Linked DNA regions of Zea mays: regions 1 and 3 are each linked to region 2. Evidence: chromatin contacts called from public Hi-C data. All regions are on one chromosome and are shown on one strand. The core of a region is the stretch at or near the end of the contact, and the rest is flanking DNA. Distances in the headings are between cores, read along the strand shown. Region 1 holds the start of LOC100284417 (aquaporin NIP5.1). Region 2 holds the start of LOC100193472 (putative cytochrome P450 superfamily protein). Region 3 holds the start of LOC542570 (basal layer antifungal protein 2).

What was found. A called contact is a pair of places that touch in the nucleus more often than the background predicts.
Region 1: a contact with region 2 is called in a Hi-C map of leaf, with 4 times the contacts expected there. The contact joins the promoter of LOC100284417 here to the promoter of LOC100193472 in region 2. A contact is called at or near these places in 2 of 25 Hi-C or Micro-C datasets (ear and leaf).
Region 3: a Hi-C map of ear shows a contact between it and region 2, with 2.1 times the contacts expected there. The contact joins the promoter of LOC542570 here to the promoter of LOC100193472 in region 2. A contact is called at or near these places in 1 of 25 Hi-C or Micro-C datasets (ear) and 1 of 3 datasets of contacts at active chromatin or transcription factors (leaf).

The regions. Positions count from the first base shown.
Region 1 is chr4:36,300,975-36,304,069 of Zm-B73-REFERENCE-NAM-5.0, reverse strand. It overlaps LOC100284417 (aquaporin NIP5.1), which reads right to left and starts at 1,842. Exons shown (of 4, transcript NM_001397565.1): 1 at 1,504-1,842; 2 at 968-1,399; 3 at 798-859; 4 at 412-680. The coding sequence starts at 1,755. The coding sequence ends at 536.
Region 2 is chr4:36,047,702-36,050,767 of Zm-B73-REFERENCE-NAM-5.0, reverse strand. LOC100193472 (putative cytochrome P450 superfamily protein) reads right to left here and starts at 1,409. Exons shown (of 1, transcript NM_001138588.1): 1 at 1-1,409. The coding sequence starts at 1,365.
Region 3 is chr4:36,248,115-36,251,400 of Zm-B73-REFERENCE-NAM-5.0, reverse strand. LOC542570 (basal layer antifungal protein 2) reads left to right here and starts at 1,516. Exons shown (of 2, transcript NM_001138521.2): 1 at 1,516-1,657; 2 at 1,768-2,111. The coding sequence starts at 1,567. The coding sequence ends at 1,964.

The sequences.
Region 1 (3,095 bases), core at 593-3,092, 250 kb before region 2:
AGTTTTGAAGATGCTTTTGTCTTTTTTCAGTTAAAAAATCCAATAAATACTTGTCAATTTTTAGAACCACAAAATACATTTCAAAACGTTTACTTTTTTTAAAAAAAAAATCTAGATATGTAGAGGGGATATGAAAAATCTAAACAAAATACTTATATCTGATGAAAACATCTCTTGATGTAGAGGACTAGAGGTGACAAATATATATTTGTAGTTTTTATCGGAGGAACTAGAATAAGTCGATCAACTTTGTAGTAATGTATACAATAATACAAACACCAGATGATGTGTCTATTCTAGTCTAGTACATGATGTGTCTATTCTTGTCAAGATCATATTTATTGGTGTACAAAAACACCAGATGATGGCAAGCACGATCGACTAGAGTATTACAAGATCAACCAATATTAATGCGTACGTTTGAGTGGTTTTCTACCATGCATGCATGCAACCGCATTTAGTTGCGAACATATGTATCGAGCACCTTCTGTTTCCGATCCATATCACTAGCTAGATTACATGGATGATAGATACATCACTTGAGCGCATGGTAAGCTCCACATCCAGCAATGGCGCCCAGCGGAGGCGCAACCATATAGACCCAGATCTTGGTGTACGTCCCCGTGGCGATCGCCGTCCCCAGCGTTCTCGCCGGATTCATCGACGCTCCGGTCGACTCCCTGCCACCATTTTGAGTGGAAACCTTATCAGTTACTCGATCCATCTAGAAATAATGAAAGAAGCGATATGATATTGGATCGATCGAGGATTTGTCGATGTGTGTTAAACGTACGTACCCGGAGATGAGAGCGCTCATCATCACCGCCGCGCCAGCTCCCACTGCCACCATTTCTTTCACCTGCAGATGGAATCGAGATTATATTGGTGGATCGACGTCCGCTAATTTGTTCGGATGGATTCAACAGTTCCTTATTATGTATGTATAGATCAAGAAAATAATTATTACTGCTTTGGGGTCTGTGGCAAGAGCGGTGACGACGAAGAGGACGACGAAGGTGGTGATGAACTCGACCCAAAACGCCTGAGAGGCGCCGACGCTAGGCACGGTGGCGACGGTGGGGCCTAGCAGGTTCGCCGGACCAGCGTAGAGCGCCTTGGCCACGAACGAGGCCGCCACGGACCCGAGGAGCTGGGCGGCGGCGTAGAGCGCGAGGTGAGCTGGCGGGAGGTGGCCGAACACCGCCATGGCGACGCTGACCGCCGGGTTGACGTGGCCTCCGGACACGTGGAAGATGGAGGAGACGACCACCACCACGGCCGTCCCCCCGGCCACTGCCACGCCGAGCACGCCCAGCGCTCCGCCGTGCGCCTCGTTCGTGATCAGCGCCGACAGCACGGTGAAGACCAGCAGGAACGTCCCCAGGAGCTCTGCTGCCACCTGATATATGGATAAAGCATGCAATGCAAATGAGCACACAGCATCATGTGGTAGTGCATGAGTTCGTCATGGTTTGCACTTCTTCCCATATATTATATTATTACCTTCTTGGTGAGTGCAAGCGCCACCCTCTTTGCTGAGACGGGACGAGCAGGTGAATGATCCGATGGTGCCTCGTTTCGCTGGAACCCTAGCGGCAGGATCTTGCTGGAAGGAGACCTGCTGTGCGGGATGATGATTGATATCCTGTCGTCGCTCGTGTTCTCCTTGTCCACCAGCATGGAAGCTGCTGCTGCTGAAGGGATGCTCACTGAGAAGTCCATGGAGACATTCCTGCGACGGCCGTCGTCCGCCATTAGCACTGCTCCTCCTATCCTAGCTATATATATCACACAGCAGCCGATGCTCGTGCGGTCATTAATTTGTTGATTACACTCTGACGAGCTCAGGATGAGAAGAACGGTAGCGATTGGGTGCATATATATACGGATCGAGAGCCCAGCATTATATAAGTATTATTTTGATCGATTGCTTTGGTTTTCTATCGGTAGCTGGCTCAGCATGCGTGGAGCAAAGCGATGGATGTGACGCACCTGTTTGGGGCCGACACAAACAAAAGCAAAAGTTCAGCTGAGAATGAACTGACAGATTCATCAATCATCACACGAGTTCAGAAAATAGCCAAATGGCACTACGAGATGCTCCGACCTACCAGCATTTTTACCTGTTCAAACCATGAGAACGGAAACATATATATACTTGTATCGATCACCTTCCATGGGAATCTTGGCGATGTTAATTACTGCTTGATGCCGTCTGCTTTCGCCGGCCGGACGAGACCGATCCGTTGCTTAGAGGATGTTTGTTTCGTCGAATGTCGAAATGTAACACAAATGATGGATTATATGAACTATTTTTTGTTTCTCTTTCTAATACTACTATCCAATCCAGTTATAACTAGTAACCAATATCGCAGATAAAAGATCCAATTATCATTCCGTATGAACCAAACAACACCTTAATCTGTAATGAACTGACACGTAAGGACCATTTTATGATATATACTGAGACTAAATATGCTACACTGTATAGATAATTATGCAATTCGGTATACTGCGTAAAAATCTGTTATCAGCTGCATGCGCACAAATTTATGATGAAAATAATATGCAATGAAAGGAAATGAATTGCATGCATAGAAACAAAAAATCGTATTTAATGTTTAATTTACTTCATAAATATAGTATCCCTCCAACAACCATGCACCTAAACACATTAGAATTAGTTTATGACTTATACTTATACTAATTATACTATACGGTGTAGATATTTATGCAATTCGGTACACTGCGTAAAAAAATCTAGCATGTTGTTCACTGGTGGACGCATCTCCAGGTTGTAGCGTAAAAACCATAAGTTTTAAGCATAAAATCTCTCAATTATAAGCGTAAATACCTGCCAATGTGAGAGGTTGATAGCTCTGGTAGGTTGTTATTACGATCCTATTTTTATGGTAGATTTCAAAAATATGGCAGTCGCATGCATGCAGTTTCTATTTTTATACAGATCCAAAAATTATGGCAAAATGCATGCATGAGTCAAACACGTTCTCTTGCATGCACGTAAATTTAGGAAAGATATGTGTGGCGGTTTCTATATTAAATGATTTATTTCCTCCATAAATTTAGGATCGCTG
Region 2 (3,066 bases), core at 160-2,659:
GCCGAACGGTATCATCTTGACCTCCTTCGCGCCGGTGAGGTCAACGTCCGCGCCCTCGCCGCCGGGCAGGAACCGCTCCGGCCGGAACCGCAGCGGGTCGGGCCACACCGCCTCGTCGAGCCCCAGCGCGACGAGCGTGAAGTTGAGGGACGCGCGCCGCGGCACGCGGAAGCCTTCGATGGTCGCGTGGTCGCCACCGCCGTCGTCGTCTTGGATGCCGGTCGCGGCGTGCGGGATCGCGAAGTGGCCCGGCGGGTGGCGGCGGAGCCCCTCCAGGACCACTGCGCGAAGGTACGGCATCCGCGGCAGGTCCTGCTCCTGGACGCCCGCGCCGCCGGTGACCTGGTGGATCTCGGCCCGGAGCCTTGCTTGGATCTCCGGATGCGCCACGAGGTTGGCCATGATCCATTGCGCCTCGGTCGCCGTGTTGTCGGTGCCGACGGCCACGAACTCGGCGCACAAGCTCACCATCTCGCCCTCCGTGAGGTTCCTGCCCCCGTCCTCGGGGATCCGGAGGTCGAGTAGCGTGTCCACGTACGTGTCCGCGCCGGCGTTGGCGTCGGAGCCTCGTTGCGCGCGGCACGCCCGTATGAGAGGGGCGAAGAGCTCCTCCTGCCGGCGGCGGAGGGACAGCATCTGCTTCCACCGGCGCCGGAACAGGAGGCTGGTGAGCGCGGGGCACACGTCGAACACCTGGAAGCCGAGCACCGACTTGAGGAACTCCCGCTGCAGCGCCTCCACGGACGCGACGACGGCGTCGGTGGCGAGGCGCTCGCCGAAGCACATGGTGACGAGGACGTGGAACATAGCCCGGTGCAGGAGCCCCTCGACGACGACGGCCCTGCTGCCGGCGTCGCGCGCGACGCCGGCGACGAGCCCCCGCAGCGCGCGGCGGCGGGCGGCGGCGAACCGGCCCATGCGCGACGGGTGGAACACGTTGCCCGTGAGGTTGTGACGGAGCGCGCGCCAGACCGGGCCGTAGGCGCCGGATGTGATGTTGCGCTGGCCACTGGAGAAGAGGCGGAAGGGGAGGCTGGCCGGCGGCCTGTCGGCGAAGGCGGCGCCGCCCTGCACCAGCACGCGGTGCGCCACGACGTGGTCGGCGATGAAGATGGCCGGGCGGGACGGGAGCAGGTAGAGCGTGAAGACGGGCCCGTAGCGGGACCGCGCGGCGGAGAGGATCCGTTCGATGCCGAAGTTCGTTCGGCCGAGGAAGAGGAGCGGGGTGATCAGCGACAGCAGCGACGGGCCGGGCGGGAGCGCCGGCGGCGGTCCGGTGGCGGTGAACGAACGGAGGATGGAGAGGAGGCCGATGACTGCGATGCAGATGGCTACGGTGAGGGAGTAGTAGAGCAAGTCTTCCATGGCTGCCGGTGAGTGCAGCTGCCAGTGCCAATGTCAGGAAGGAGAGGAGACGATGCAATTTTATATTGTATGTTATGTTATTTATAAAGCAATTACAATTAAAATTGACGGTAGAAAGGTGACTTTAGCCTGAGGCATCATTTTAGCACGGTGCAGCAGGCCAGCAGCTGAGCAATGCAACTGTGCAAAGGACAAAAAAGGGTGCATGTACTATATGGTGGGTCTGCATCTCGGGCGCTGCCCTACCAACACTCATGCGTGTCGCTTCCACCTACAGATGTTTAAATGGGCGGGCCGTATCGGCCCGGCCCAAATACGGCTAGACCGGACACGGATTAGGATCGTGTCGACCCGGCCTGAAGTAGCTAGCGGGCTGTGTCGTGCCGGCCCACGGCCCCCAAGCGAGGTCCAAGCACGGCCCACTGGGTTAATAATCGTACCGGGCCGGCCCACGACCCGACGGGCCTAACGGGCCCATAATAATATATGACATTTAAATGATAAAAATATCCTAAAAGTATGCATTTTTAGGGTTTAAATCATATTTATTAGTTCTAAACATTTATTTACACCCACATAACCAACAAAAACACATGTTTCTTGTGTTTTATACTCTATATTCAAGTATAATATATGTATTTATATGAAAAAAATAAAATCGGGCCGTGCCGGGCCTAGCCCATCGTGTCGTGTCGGGCCAAACCCGTGTCGTGTTTCGGACCGCCCGACAAGCCCGGTCCGTTTGGACATCTATACTTCCACCTCACTCACTTGGCCATTTGCCCATTTATGTCCCTCCCTCAACTTTACGGGTGTGTTTGAGATGGCAACCGGTTTGAAACCCGTGAGTATATGATTTACAAATTTATATTCATGGAAGTAATGTTAACATTGTATATGTATCTTTTATATGCAACTGATACACACATACCTATTATTCGTGGATGACACAAATCTGTAGGCACATAATTACAAATATATTTATCTATCTATATATCTATACAAAGTACAAATACATACGTACATTTATAATATACATATACATATATATACACACATATAAATCAAATACGGGTTCACGGGCACGAGTACGACCTTTTCATATCCATGAGAAAAAAACCACCGGGTTGAGAATCACACCTAAATCTGCACCCTATCGGGTTCTTGCCCGTGGGCATGCGGGTAAAATGTGGTTGTTGCCATCCCTATATTTGGTTACAATCAGGGCCGGCTCTACATTTTTAGGCCCCTGAGCGACTGTAAAATGTAGGCCCCTGTCGGAGAGAAAACACCAGCGGGGTGGCAGAATGCACCCGCCTAATCCAGTGAACTAGGGGGAGCCTAGGGATTTGCCTCACCAGTTGGATGAACTCAAGAATACAAGGGTTAGAGTGGTTCAGGACACCGGAGTGTAATACCCTACATCCATTGTGAGTTGTATTGCATGAGGAATGGGAGTCTACGTGTATTCGAAGATCTCCGAGGGAGTCTCTATGTGTTGTCCAAAGCCTGAGTTGGCTCTCTCTACGAGACTGAGTTCTAGCGTGTGCATGTCCTCCCTCTTATAGCCCAAGGGAGGCGTGTACATGATGATCGAGCCCCAAAAAGTGGGCCCAATAATCTATTGCTAGGTATGGAGTAAGTGGGGCGTCGGTCCGTGGAGAACCAATATCTTCACTTGATCGTCGTGAAGACATCTTG
Region 3 (3,286 bases), core at 267-2,766, 200 kb before region 2:
ACTAGTTTCATATGATGGAAAACTAGGAGCAACAGACTTCTCCAACGTACGTGTTAATTTTCTAATTGATTCTTCTAACCCTCCAATTTGTTGTTTCATTTGATTCTGCTGATGATCTACATATTGTTTAATAGATTGGATGTCGTCGGGTGTACTTACGTTAGGGACTTGAAGCGGAGATAGAAGAGATGTGATGTCGGTCTCTCCATGTTTGACAACTTTCTGGTGGCGATCCACCGTGTATTGTGATAAGAATTTCTCCTTCGCTTGACACATGTAGTCCTCGTATTGCTGTTGCTCATCGGCCGTTAGTCTTTCAACAGCTGGCTTCAGGATATTGTCTAGGGAGATATCAGTGTGATCTTTAGAACCGGCCATTTGAGGGCCTGATTTTTAGTAGATCAAGACACCTGTCCCCAGCGGAGTCGCCAAAAAGTGTGTTGGCGCCGGTTCGGGCACCAATCACTGCGTTGAGAACCTGCGGCGGTGCTCTCTACACAGGCGCGGACGGTCCGCGGCCAGGGGCCAGACGGTCCGCGACCTGGTGCAGGGCTCGGGTTCCCTGTCTGACGAGACGGACGGTCCGCGCCAAGAGGCCGGACGGTCCGCGCGTGCACAGGGGCGGCAGAGTTCGTCGGCGGCGTCTGAATCTCGCTCCGGGGAGGGACCCCGTCAGGAGAGATCCTAGGCTTCGTCTAGGGTCGGCAGGCCACCCTAGACACCTCTAATCAACGTAGAGCCGAAGAGAAGCGAAGAATTTGGGGGTAGAGAAAGGCTAATCTAGAGCTAAACTAGAACTATTCCTAATGCATAAGTAAAACGAGAAATAGACTTGATTTGATCGATTGTTGGGGGTTCAATCGGCCGTAGCCCTTCATCTATATAAAGGGGAGGTCTGGATCCGCTATAAGTTGTTTCCCGAGCTAATCCCATAATTTTAGGTAACAAATCCCGCGAGAAACTCATAACCTTAACTGACTCTAGCCGACGTAAATTATCGAATTTCCTTGTAGTATCTGTCCCTAAGAATGAAAATACCTTTATAAGATGGCAAGGACCAACATTGTTCTAGAAAAGAAAAATCAGGAAAAGAGAGGGCATTGTATTGCCCACGGGAACATGCAACCGAGGTAATGATATTCATGAGGTGTTTGGTTCCATTGAACTAAAGTTTAGTATGTGCCACTTCGAATGTTCCAATGATAATTGTGAGTGTTAAATATAGTTTAAATATAAAAACTAATTATACAGATAAGACTAAAGGCGAGACAATTTTATTAAACCTAATTAGTTTGTATTTAATTCTCATAGTTGATATAACTAGATAGGTAGGCACATATATAGAGAGATAGATATAAATAGATATAAATAAGTAGATAGATAGATAGATAGATAGATAGATAGATAGATAGAGATAGATAGATAGATGGACTGGTAGATAGATTAAGAGACATGGAGATAGATAGACACGGATAGATGTTTAGTATATAAAGCAGGCGTGGTGATATCAAACACATCAACACATTTTTGGTATTAGACTATTGTAGCTCATATCATCTGTCACCCATGGCGAAGTGCAGCAGCTTCCAAGGATTATTCTGGTTGCTTTCCATGATTCTTCTAGCATCCTTTGTTGCTCATGCACGCACAACAAGTGGTAATCAATGAATTATTAGGCCCATTTTCTTTTGTGGTAAATAGGTATATCAATTTATTTAGTGTTCCTTAAATTAATCTGATGGAGTTGCACGTGATTGATCTTATTAGGGCACACCAAAGAGGACAGCAATGCTAGGAACATGACGATGACCAAGACGAGGGCATCGGGCAACATACTTGTTAGCCGTAATGACGACGGGCCATGCTATCTAGATTCCGGTCTTAATGAGTACGTCTGCAGAAAGACTAATAAGTGCTATAAGAGCTTGGTGCTCTGCGTGGCGAGTTGTCAACCATCATCATGAATTCATGATACTGCGGAGACATCATGATACTGCGGAGACAGACGGCGAGAGATGAGGCTAGCTAGATGCTGTTTCACCAAAATATTATGTAACACCCAAATCTCCCATTTTAAGAAATAAATAAGATTTTCGAAAAGATTATTTGAATTGGAGTGCTCTTACATATCGATTAATTATGCATTTAATATATTTTCCTAAAATGATCAATTGGGCAAAAGAATATATTTGTGATGTGCACTGCATTCTGGAGCATGGTTTATTACTGTTTGAATTTGAATTCGGATTTGAATCATTTGAATTCTCATTGGATTTGAATTGGAAACTAAAAAGAAAAAATAAAAAGAAAAATGCCTACGTGTGGCTCCCTCTCTGGTGTGTGGGCCGCTTCCTCGGCCGGCCCACTTCCACACCGGCAGCTCACGCCTAGGGGTAAAAACGGTCGAAAACGATCGGTAAACACTAAAATCAATTTTCTTTTCATATTTTTTCTCAGAAATAAGATCGAAAACGGTAACTCCGAAAACGAAAACGACATCGGTAATTTGGAAACATCAGAAACGAAAGTTCGGTACGAAAATTACACCGGTTACAATCGAAATCTTAAATTCGATCGGTAAAAACTGTAACGTGTACCCTCAATTGACTTTAAAAATTCACGCAAGTCATACATTCATATGAAATTAGTAATAACATATAAGGTAGGAGGTCACATTAAATATATAAGTTGAGAAGTATATAAACCATTATTATGTATTTAAGTAAACTAGAATCAAGATGTGTATAATGATATGACACTTACATTCTATTTGTACTACTACTTGGCATAGTAAATATAATTAGTGTCCTCTTGGTCCTTATTAAGTTATCGTGCAAATTATGAATATATGTATCAATAGTAATAACAGGTAAGAAAATATAAATAAAATTTATAAAAGTTTCAAATGATTCTAAACTATATACCATTAAATAGATCTTGATTTTAGGAAAATAATAAAATTAGTTTCATATTTTTCTAAGCTAACATGAATTTGTTATGAATTTATAAAGGATAGTACAGATTTAATATTTTTCTGAACAACACCGAATTTATTACCGACGGTAAAATACCGAATAAAAACAATAATTTTCGGAAAAGATAGGAAGAGGGCCAAACTGTTTCCGTTTCCGATTTTTTTACCGATTTCATTTCTGTTTCTGTTTAGACCTAAATTTTGGTAAAACTTCGAAAACGATTCTCGGTATCCGAAAATTACCGTTTCCATTTTCACCCCTACTCACGCCCACACCCGCATCGTCAATTGGCGTATTCACGAAAAGTTGTG